2 separate regions of the Pungitius pungitius genome follow, and region 2 is linked to region 1. The links are chromatin contacts, called in public Hi-C maps. All regions are on one chromosome and are shown on one strand. Each heading gives the region's core, a stretch centred on a gene start, on an enhancer-like site or on the middle of the called end of the contact. The rest is flanking DNA. Distances are from core to core; before and after follow the strand shown. Region 1 holds the start of e2f3 (E2F transcription factor 3). Region 2 holds the start of lpcat1 (lysophosphatidylcholine acyltransferase 1).

What was found. A called contact is a pair of places that touch in the nucleus more often than the background predicts.
Region 2: a contact with region 1 is called in a Hi-C map of muscle, with 6 times the contacts expected there. The contact joins the promoter of lpcat1 here to the promoter of e2f3 in region 1. A contact is called at or near these places in 2 of 2 Hi-C or Micro-C datasets (both in muscle).

Annotation. Positions count from the first base shown.
Region 1 is chr17:16,383,042-16,387,975 of fPunPun2.1, reverse strand. e2f3 (E2F transcription factor 3) reads right to left here and starts at 1,546. Exons shown (of 7, transcript XM_037473850.2): 1 at 1,346-1,546. srfbp1 (serum response factor binding protein 1) reads right to left here and starts at 4,912. Exons shown (of 3, transcript XM_037473773.2): 1 at 4,772-4,912; 2 at 3,816-4,280; 3 at 1,888-3,670. The coding sequence starts at 4,268. The coding sequence ends at 2,441. It overlaps maco1a (macoilin 1a), which reads left to right and starts at 4,916. Exons shown (of 11, transcript XM_037473764.2): 1 at 4,916-4,934.
Region 2 is chr17:16,536,892-16,541,580 of fPunPun2.1, reverse strand. lpcat1 (lysophosphatidylcholine acyltransferase 1) reads left to right here and starts at 2,136. Exons shown (of 14, transcript XM_037473786.2): 1 at 2,136-2,355. The coding sequence starts at 2,269.

The DNA of each region.
Region 1 (4,934 bases), core at 297-2,796:
CCATTTTGGGCTTATAATACGTTATAAACTAGTTATGAATCCACTGTGCTCACTTGTGACTTGACCTGTGTGGAACTAGAATAAACGAATAGGCCAATGCATCACACGACCTGCTCATCTGGTCGTGTGGAGGTGGTTGATTTCCTCGTTGAACAGGACTGTCACTAGCCCCGGGGGGGGGGTTGGGGGACACTGGCTAGCTTCCCTCAGCAGTGCGTTTAGCTCGTTGAAACAACATCTCCCCATCCCCCCCCTCCCACGCTCACCCACGGCCTACCAGTAACGCGAGTTGACTTCCAGCTCTAGCGGACACGGGGGGACGTCTCACAGTTCGCCTCCTTACCAACGTATGCCCGCGGAAACTCGGTCGTCGTGGAGGGCTGTCGGCGTGCGCGGCCCTCGAAGACCAAAGTGTGCAAAAAAGTAGGCTCCGACAAGCCGCGGTGTGATGCCTCAGCCCCACGGTAAAGCGTGTGTAAAGTTACCGGAAATACATTCACACGGCCAAGGCGTCACGGAGTAACCTTCAAAATAAAAGTACGAAACTAACAGTATATTTACCAGTATTCATACTACCTTAAGATGGGGAACTAAGGCAGGACATATGTGTAGTAAGAAACGCAAAGACATCGGCATGTACACATATATATATTTTATATATGCAACATTACTACAGGCGTTCTCTGAAAAACATGAGGAACGTTAGCTTTAATTTAAAAGAGTACTAAAGTTGTCGTCATTAATATTTCTGCTACCCTTCCATGAGGCGTTGATGTCACCTGTAAGTTGATATGTTCTTTGCGCATGCTTCTGAAGCAGTCAAGCCGTTTTCCCTCCCTATTTTACGTGATTTTTTATAATTTATTCCGAAGAAAGCCGAGCACTTCCGTTAACGACGACACTTATTTTCGTGTACTTGACTAAGTAAAGTTGGATTTCGAGTTGCAAACGGTGCTAATGTAACTAGCACATAACATACACTGTACTTTTGTAATCCGGTTGTTAACATGACCAACAACACAGGCAGCTAGTTTGTACCCAAGATATAACATTAGAAAAAATAAACCTTTGAAAAAATAAAAGCTTGGAAAGGTTACACAATACAAATGTCATGTATAGCTACTGCTAACACCTTTAAACGTTACCTTCCATTAAAACCCAGATTGAAAATGGGTGTGGTGTATATAAGTCAATGGCAGCGTCAACCGGCTAACGTTAACATTGACAACACGATGTGTCAAATCGATTTTACTCAAGAGAGCAACTAGCATGTTAGCATAGCATTAGGTTCCCGTTTTCTCCGATCGTCCCGGCTCTAAAGAACATTCAGATAATCCGAATTTACAGCCCCGGTACCTAAGCTGGTCCCTTCGGTGATGGCGGGATGCGGCGTACTGGGTGCCGTCGGCCGGCCGGTGGAACCGGGGCGTCACTCCGGCGGTGCTGCCGAGGCAGAGCGACGTTACGTTGGAGGTTTTCCCGGAGCGACGCCGAAAAACACGGACTCGCATTTTGTCCCGCTTCGGCTGCTTCCACCTTACTTATCCTATAAATGTATATTTATATATAGCCCCACTGACTAATAAATACTAACGAATTGATAGATTAGTCAATCTGAAACGCAAAATCAGCTCGAAAATATCGTTCGCGCAAAAGCGTGACTCCCCGCGGTCGTTTCAAACGACATTTGCATGTCAATTGCTATTGGCTGAGCGCCTGCTTACGCAGTGACGTGTCCGGCTGACGCAGAGATAACCAACCAATGACTACGAGGCTCGGCAACAAAGTGGCTGTCAATTCAGTCATTCTGACTTTATGATTAAAATTTCGATTTGCATTTAATTAAGTTGTCTTGAAATGAAAGCGAAGAACATTAAAAATGTTTCCACACAAATTTCAAGTTGCTTAAACATATCTTGGGGAGCACAAGTAACAAAAACAGGGTTATTTGGTTTGTGATTATTGGTTATAACAACTATAACTAAACATCAATTGGAGATATTGTGTACTTCACTGGACACTACCATTCAGCGAAATGCAATGGTGTACAGGTTTTATACAGATTCCCCTCAAAAAACTAATTAACTAACTAAGTATCACTTTCCAAATGTCTTAATTTTTAAAATAAAAATACTGTTCTTAACTATTTTATGATCAATGAGATTGCTTCAGGTAGGACATCTGAACGTTTAGAACAAATCCGGTTTTAAAATAATAATTCTGAAAGTTATTTTGATATTTAATACAAAAAAAGGAAATTCATGCAGTTAAATGACATTGGTCACTTAACTGCATTGAGGTCATCTCCACTGGAGTTGAGCATCCAGCATACTGACTGACGATGTTTACATGTCACTAGCTTTCCAGACAAACAGGACCACGAAGGTATGGTTCCACTCTCAAACAAAGGAACATATTCAGCGAGTATAAACAAACATTTTCAGTCATCAAACTTGATCTTCTTCCCCTGGAAGGCCAGGATTTGTCCTTGCTGCTCCTTTCTTTTCTTACTAGCCTCCCAGGATGGATGCAGTGCCTGCTGTGGTTCCTGATGGGTGAAGACACCTCCACCTCTACCTCCACCCCTGCCTCTCCCCCTTCCTCTACCGACAGAGGGAAAGGACTCAGAGGAGGGCTTGCTGTACTTGGACCCTGGATTTCGTTCTGCCTCGTTCTCCTGCTTTTGGAACTTTGGGTGTTTATTGAAATCCCCGCCGAGACCAGCGTGGCCGCTGAATCGATCGGCGCCCCTTCCTCGGCCCCTGCCAAGCTTGGAAGAAGAGAGCGAGGAACAAAAGACGGACTGAAGAGCGGGCGCTTTAGACTTCAGCCTGGTCTCAAGTTCATCCAGTTCGCTCTGGACTTGGTCTGGTGGGTTCCCTTCACAACTCCTATTGGCCTCGTCCCCCGCTACACTTTTCTGCTTCTTCTTCTTCTTCTTCTTGAATTTGCTCACTTTTCCAACAAAGAAGCCGTTGTCGTCGTCGTTGTCGCTCTCCTCGGACTGGGACGACTGCTTGTTGAAGCGTTCCTCTGTGCTGTCGTCGAAGTATTCTTTCTCTTCATCATCATCTGACGCCTCCAGATCACTCTCTCCCCCTTCCTCCTTTTTCGGAAGCAATTTGGGTGTAGGCTTCAGCTCGGGTTTCTTTTCTGCATGATTAGATTGAGGTTTATTCCTCACAATGTCCTTTACTTCACTACTTTTTATTGAAGCCAATTGTACATTTTTAGTTTTTGGTGTTTTTTTCCTTAGATCAACTGCAGTGTCCACTGAAGGACTCGCTTCCACAGTTTCCTTTTCAGGTTCAGCAACAGCCGCTTCTTTAGTGTCTTGAAGGATTTCTCCCCCTTCCTCTTTGTCAAAGATTTCCTTTTGCTCCACTTTAATATTCTCCTCAGTTCTCTCACTCTTTCCCTCTTCCTTTTCCTCTGGAGATTGTAGAGTCACCTTCTCAGCTTTGTTTTGCACCTTTTCCCTCCCCCCCGGCTTTCTACCCTTCATCCGCTCCTCTTTGAAGGCTTTCACGGCAGCTTTGATGACCTCAATCTTCTTTTTGAACTGCGGGTGAGTGGCTATTCGTGCTAAAGCCCGGTCGGAAATAGTGGACTTGGGGTTTTTGCACACTTGTTCGAAATCTAGATCCTTCTGCAATGCCGTTTTCGTCACCTGGCAAACAAGGGGGGGAAACAATCCAATTAGACATTTCACAAAGCGTATCTATAGTTTGTAAAAGGGTCAACAATTTCTCTAAGTTTTACTCATTAAATGTACTTGTGGAGGAAACAATTTGAAAGTCGAAGAAGAAACCCACCACGTCCGGGGAGAGGACCTTCATGGCACGGACCTCCTCCAGCAGTCTAGCCACTCTCCTCTGATTCTTCTCAACTTCCATCCCTTTGCCTTTCTTCTTCTTCAGTGCGCCCATCTGCCGCGTCAACTTTCTGATGATCAAAGCCCTCACCCTCTTCACCTCCTTCCTCATCCACACCACCTCATTGTTGAGGTTCAGGACCTCGTCCCGCTTTTTTTCTTTGGATTTAGTAATAAATGGAATCTTTTTTTTTGCAGCCTTTGGGATTACCTTATCTTCCCGTTCACCCCCACCTTCATGTTCGCTATCATCCCCAAGTTCTTCCACATCTGCAGCATCATCTTCTCCTTTGACATGTTCTGCTTGTTCTTCCGTAAGCTCTTCCTCCTTAAGATCTTTCTCCTGCTGGTCGTTTTCCTCAGCAGATGGCATGCTTTCCTCTACCTTGTCCATGGCTAATACGATCTGTTAAAACATTGGCCATCCTAAATTACTAACTTGTTGTCAATGGTAACAACAGTGAGGCAATCTGATCATATAGTGAAATAACATAAAAGAAAATGTGTTGATATTACGTTAACCATCCGAAATACAATCAGGAGACTTATCAGCAGACCACGATACCACGCTTAATTTAAAAACGTGTGGTTACATCACTGTGTAGGCTATGAAGGATAGAAACTCCAAACGATACATCCGCATTACACCCCGAGCGGTTTTGTCCAAATAATATTACATGGAAACATGTGATGTCGCAGCTGAATAAACTGGACTTTAAACGTCCCGAGGCAGCAGAGACGGCGGAAACAAAACGTGGCTGATCCAGCGTGGATAACCTTTAACGTGTAACGCCATATTTACAAAGGCTCATTTTAAAGAGCAGAGGAGTTAACTCAACAACATGCCACACGTTAGCTGAAAGACACACCCAGGTACATCGTTATTTATAGACTTACCGTTCAGAAGCGACTATTAAACACTTAATAAGTTAAAAATAAGAAAGAGGTATCGACTCGTCGGGGGCCGCCATCTTTTTTTTGCTACGCTTCCGACGTCGGCGTGACGTCAGACGCCGCGAAGGGGACGCAGCGTGTCGTGAAAGGGGGAGGTCCTCCAGCG
Region 2 (4,689 bases), core at 887-3,386, 150 kb before region 1:
CTCACCTGCGTGCAGCCCTCTGCGGGGATGAAAACCAAGTCTGCCCTGAAGAGGCGCTGCAAAGACTGTTTCATTGTGCGTCGGAGGGGCCGCTTGTTTGTGTTCTGCAAGACGAATCCGAGACACAAGCAGAGACAGGGCTGAAATGACAAAGGGGCAGTGTGAGGATCGCTTTGAGGTCGTGGAAATTCAGAAGAACTGTGATTTTAAAAATAAAGTGTTTGGTTGAACAAAAAAAGCTTTTTTCCCCTCCCTTTATTTCCCCTATTTAACAGCAATAACACCAAATATATACATTTTCCACAGTGTAGGAACTGATTTGTTGCTTCACAAACCCATCATAAAGTTTGGCAACATTTGAAAATAATTATAAAAGGAGATTTATTAAGTCAAGCTTCCAAACAAACACAAATTAGTTAATTTATTTTTGGATATAGTCACTTATTTTCATTTACTCTTTTAAATCTTACACTGAAAGTCTTTACACAAAAGTCATTCATTATAACCAATACATTTCAATTACGTTATTTAAAATCATTAGGAATATTTTTGGAGGGTAGTTGTGGGATGAATCAATAAACTTTGATTTAGCGTTTTATCACACTTGTATTCTATTTTATGTACGATTCCTTTCCATCGCTCCTCCACTTGAGGGCGCTAAAGTGTTTGCTGCATGGATATAGGATCCATACCACCATGTTATACACTTTGTCTAACCACTGTAAGTTGTCCACATCCTACAGATCAGTACTTTGGTTGTTTGTGTCAAAGATCCGTCTGTAATCCGACCGGGTTGACACGGCCATGAGGTCCCGCCAGAAACCGTGGAGGCAATGTGGCTGAAAGAAAACCTGACGCACACAAACAGGGCTGACAGGTCGTAACATGCACAGTGTGCAGACGTGCACGGCTGACCCGGGGGGGGGGTTAGAGGTTGTTTCGCCACAAACACTGAGGCTTGAACGCGGTCGTTCTAAAGGGCAATGTCCTCTGACGAGAAACGACACACACAAAAAAAAACGTTCTCGCCTGCTCTTACGATCACACAGCAATCAGGAACATTCCTTGCCAAAATGTGTTAGACATACAAGGCATTTGACATGGAGGTTGGTGCACACCATCGAACAGCAAGACAAGGGACAACAGGACGAATAACGTGTTATTTACAATTCAATTTACAATGACGTGTCATGAAATACGTGGTCATGCAGCAGGAACAGTGAAATGCTTTAATGAAGTGCGTCTGCAGAGATGAACACGTGGGTCTTTGGTGAAAAAGCAGTTTGCCCCACAGCGTGATGTGATTTGAGTAACAATTAAGTCAGTTTGACTCGGGCGATTGATGTTATCTAAAAATAAAAGTCCCCGAGAAGAAAATGATGGGTGGATCAAAAGCAGGAGGAAACTCAACTTCAAATGCAGAATGAATCTCACTGAAGGCAAATCATCCCGAACATCTCAAAGACACATCTCACAGAGCCTTCTTATCCTCATGTTATTCTTTTATCCGGGTTTGTCACTTAGATGTGTGCCCAGAATATTTCAAGTCCACCCTCCTCTAAAAAATGTTCACCTTGTTACAAAAGGAGGAGCTTATTTGTTCACCCAGCTGGTACAAATTCCGCACATAATAAGTAACATGACCCCAGTGCCATGGATTTCCTTTAAATGGTTTACTGTTCTGAGTTTGGCGCCTTCACTGCATAACTTTTTGTTTGTTTATAGTTGTAACTTTAATGAGTTTAATGGCTGACATGTTTGTATGAATGTCTTAGATAAGGCCTTTGCTTTCATTGGGGAACTTTATTTGACACGGATGATCGTGGGTACGTTACGTGCCTTTAGGTTTTCAGATTTTGTCCCCGCTTTCAAAATAAAAGCATGAACAAGATGTTGCCTCCCGGATACATTGAGTTGAATGCATGTTTCCGGATTAATTTTGTCTTTTAAATTGAACCCCACCGTAGTAAACATTTAAAAAATACTTTTTAAATGAGTGGAAATTTCCAGGCCGAAATATTAATACGTAACCCCGCTACAAGGACTTTATTTTGAATCCCGTAACGGGAAGTGACGTCGTTTGGTGACGCCAGCTTGATCGTCGCCCCCCCCCTCCCCCTCCCGGCTCCTCTGGTGGGAGGAGGACAGACTCCAAACAGAAGAAGTGACTCTCTTACGTCGAGGAGCGACGAGCGCAACCAGCCCAACATTCACAACCTGACTTTTATTTTGATATTTACAACAACAAAAAAACAAAGACTATAAACTATGAAGTCATCAAACAGTCGCCCCCCCAGAGCGGCTACAAACCCTTTCGTGCACGAGCTGAAACTCACCATACCACAGACAATAAAGGTAAGGCAATTAAGATCGCGAGCGATTAATTGATGAGGCCCCGATGATTTGCTCTTCATCGCGAGCTGCCGCAAAGGGCCTTGATTATTTTTTATATCTGCCAAACTCGCGCCCTAATTAAATTTAAAGCGATAACCTGTGTCGGACACAGTGTCGGCTCGTTGTTTCCTGTTCGGAGAGTCAGTGGACACTGTGGGGACGCAACGTGTGACATGTGTCCATTTTCGAAATAAAAGAACATGAAGTTCTTTAAAGTCCGGTCAACAGCGCGGGAATCTGAACCGTTTGGGGACATTTGGGGCAGCTGTGCAACACGCGCCTTAATCCCTTTATTTAAGTTGCAAAACACAATGGGAACTGTTAAAAACCATCCATCCTTTAGCATTTCATGGCTCGCTGTAATGAGTGCCCATCGGGATAAACCTTTAATATTCTCACATATGGGCTGCTGAAAACCACCAAGTGACTTAATGGTAAATCTTCTACAATCTCTCACTTTAAATCTTCTTATCAGAAGGAAACTAATAGGATTGTAGCCCCCCGAGCGGGGCCTGCAGTATCATCAGAGATTAGAGAGTAACACTTGTGCACTTGTGTCCTGTCGTGTGAAGGAAACGAGCGGTTAACGCTTGCACACTTCTGGTCATCCATTGAGCAACTTGCGCGCTTCATCTTCTCCATTTATCGGAGACGCGGCCCACGTGACCCCCCCCCCCCCCCCGGCCGGCGGATGAATCTTCATCGATCACATTTGCATCAAACATTTGCATCGGATCATAGGCATTTACATTTTTTTTTTTTACATAATTGCACCACTCAACCGTCAAGGCGGTTTAAAAAGTCAACAGCACTCTACTTTCTCCCTTTGGGGGGGGGGGGGGGTACTGATACTTAAATACAGTTGAGCACATTTAAAGAAGAGCATACACCTTGTGAGAGAGAGAGAGAGACTCTGCTGCTTTGATATGGACCGACAGCTGCGGCCGCAAACCCCCCCCAAATCAATCCTGGGGATGGATTGATTGTCACTGCGAGGAGGGGGGGGGGGCTTCTCATCAATCAACCAATGGATCAATTGGTTCTCGGGCTTGGGCGGTGGCAGCTGACTGCTAATGCCGTCCACCGGGCCGACTCAACCCGGCTCGTTTCATCTCGTTTCCTGCAGCCTCCCTGATAATTTCTTTCATTCGGGGGGTTACAGATGAGATTAATTAAAGTATTTCCAGGCGATCCTTCCCCCTAAATCCCGCCCTCGAAGGTATACTGGCCAATCCCCTTGTGGCATTGGAGCTAAGGGTCTGACAGCTAGACTCTTAACAGTGAGTAGACGTTCCTGCTGAACCGGTACTATTGTTCTTCATGTCCTAATCCTGTCTGTATCGTTTTTTAACCGGTTCTCTCTGCACTTTCGCACATATTGTTGACCCGTATGCCGTTTCTTTCTGGAACGGCGTTGAGTTGCTCCATCAATGCGATCATCTCTAGTCTGTGTGGCCTCCACGGGCTGCATAAAGCAGCAGCAGCAGCGGGGGGGCGAGGCTTAGCGAACGGCTACCTTGCCCTCTCGGCTTTCTGCTCGAGAGAAACGCCCTGAAACGGGTTCCACCGAAAATCAAGCAGCCACGGTGTGCGTCTCTGAAGTTGTTTGCAGTCAGACAAAAGGAGGAAGTGCACACCCACGAGGTCGCTGTGTTTCCCTATAGCTCCGGGGCTCAGTAGATGCCTGCGTCCATTCAGCGCAGAGATCACAAAGCACCAGACTTTACGTGCGCGCCGGCGGTTCCCAGCAATACCCCCCCACCTCCCACCACCCCCTCCCACACACACGTACGCACACACACACACACACACACGTGTTGCTCTTTACTGGTGGTGCATGTATTTGCACTCGATTGTCAACAGTAGTGAGTCTGTGCCGGAGCAGTGATTGCAAACTGGAACACACGTGTGTCCACACACTTATTTGTGTGATCGCGACCCCCCCCCCCCCCCCCCCCCCCATCATTTGTCAACAAACCCAAGCTATGACCGAACAGAGGAGGAATGACTTCCTGCGTGGACGCCCCCTGGGCTGCAGGAGGTCTGGATTCCAGCATGACGCGTGTGCAGGTCTGTCACATCGACGCAGCGTGTGCCGCTTGATGCATAAAGCACCCCCCCCCCCACCCCCCCCTGTCCCGACCCCCCGCCCCCCCCCCCCACCTTCCTGCTGGAACTTTTGTTTTTCTAACTTCCAGCAAAACATGATCAGCTGCCATGCGGACCAACTAGGTCAGCAAGTGAGACAGACAGATGGTAGCGATCCTTTCCGCTGAGTCACACATCCCACACACA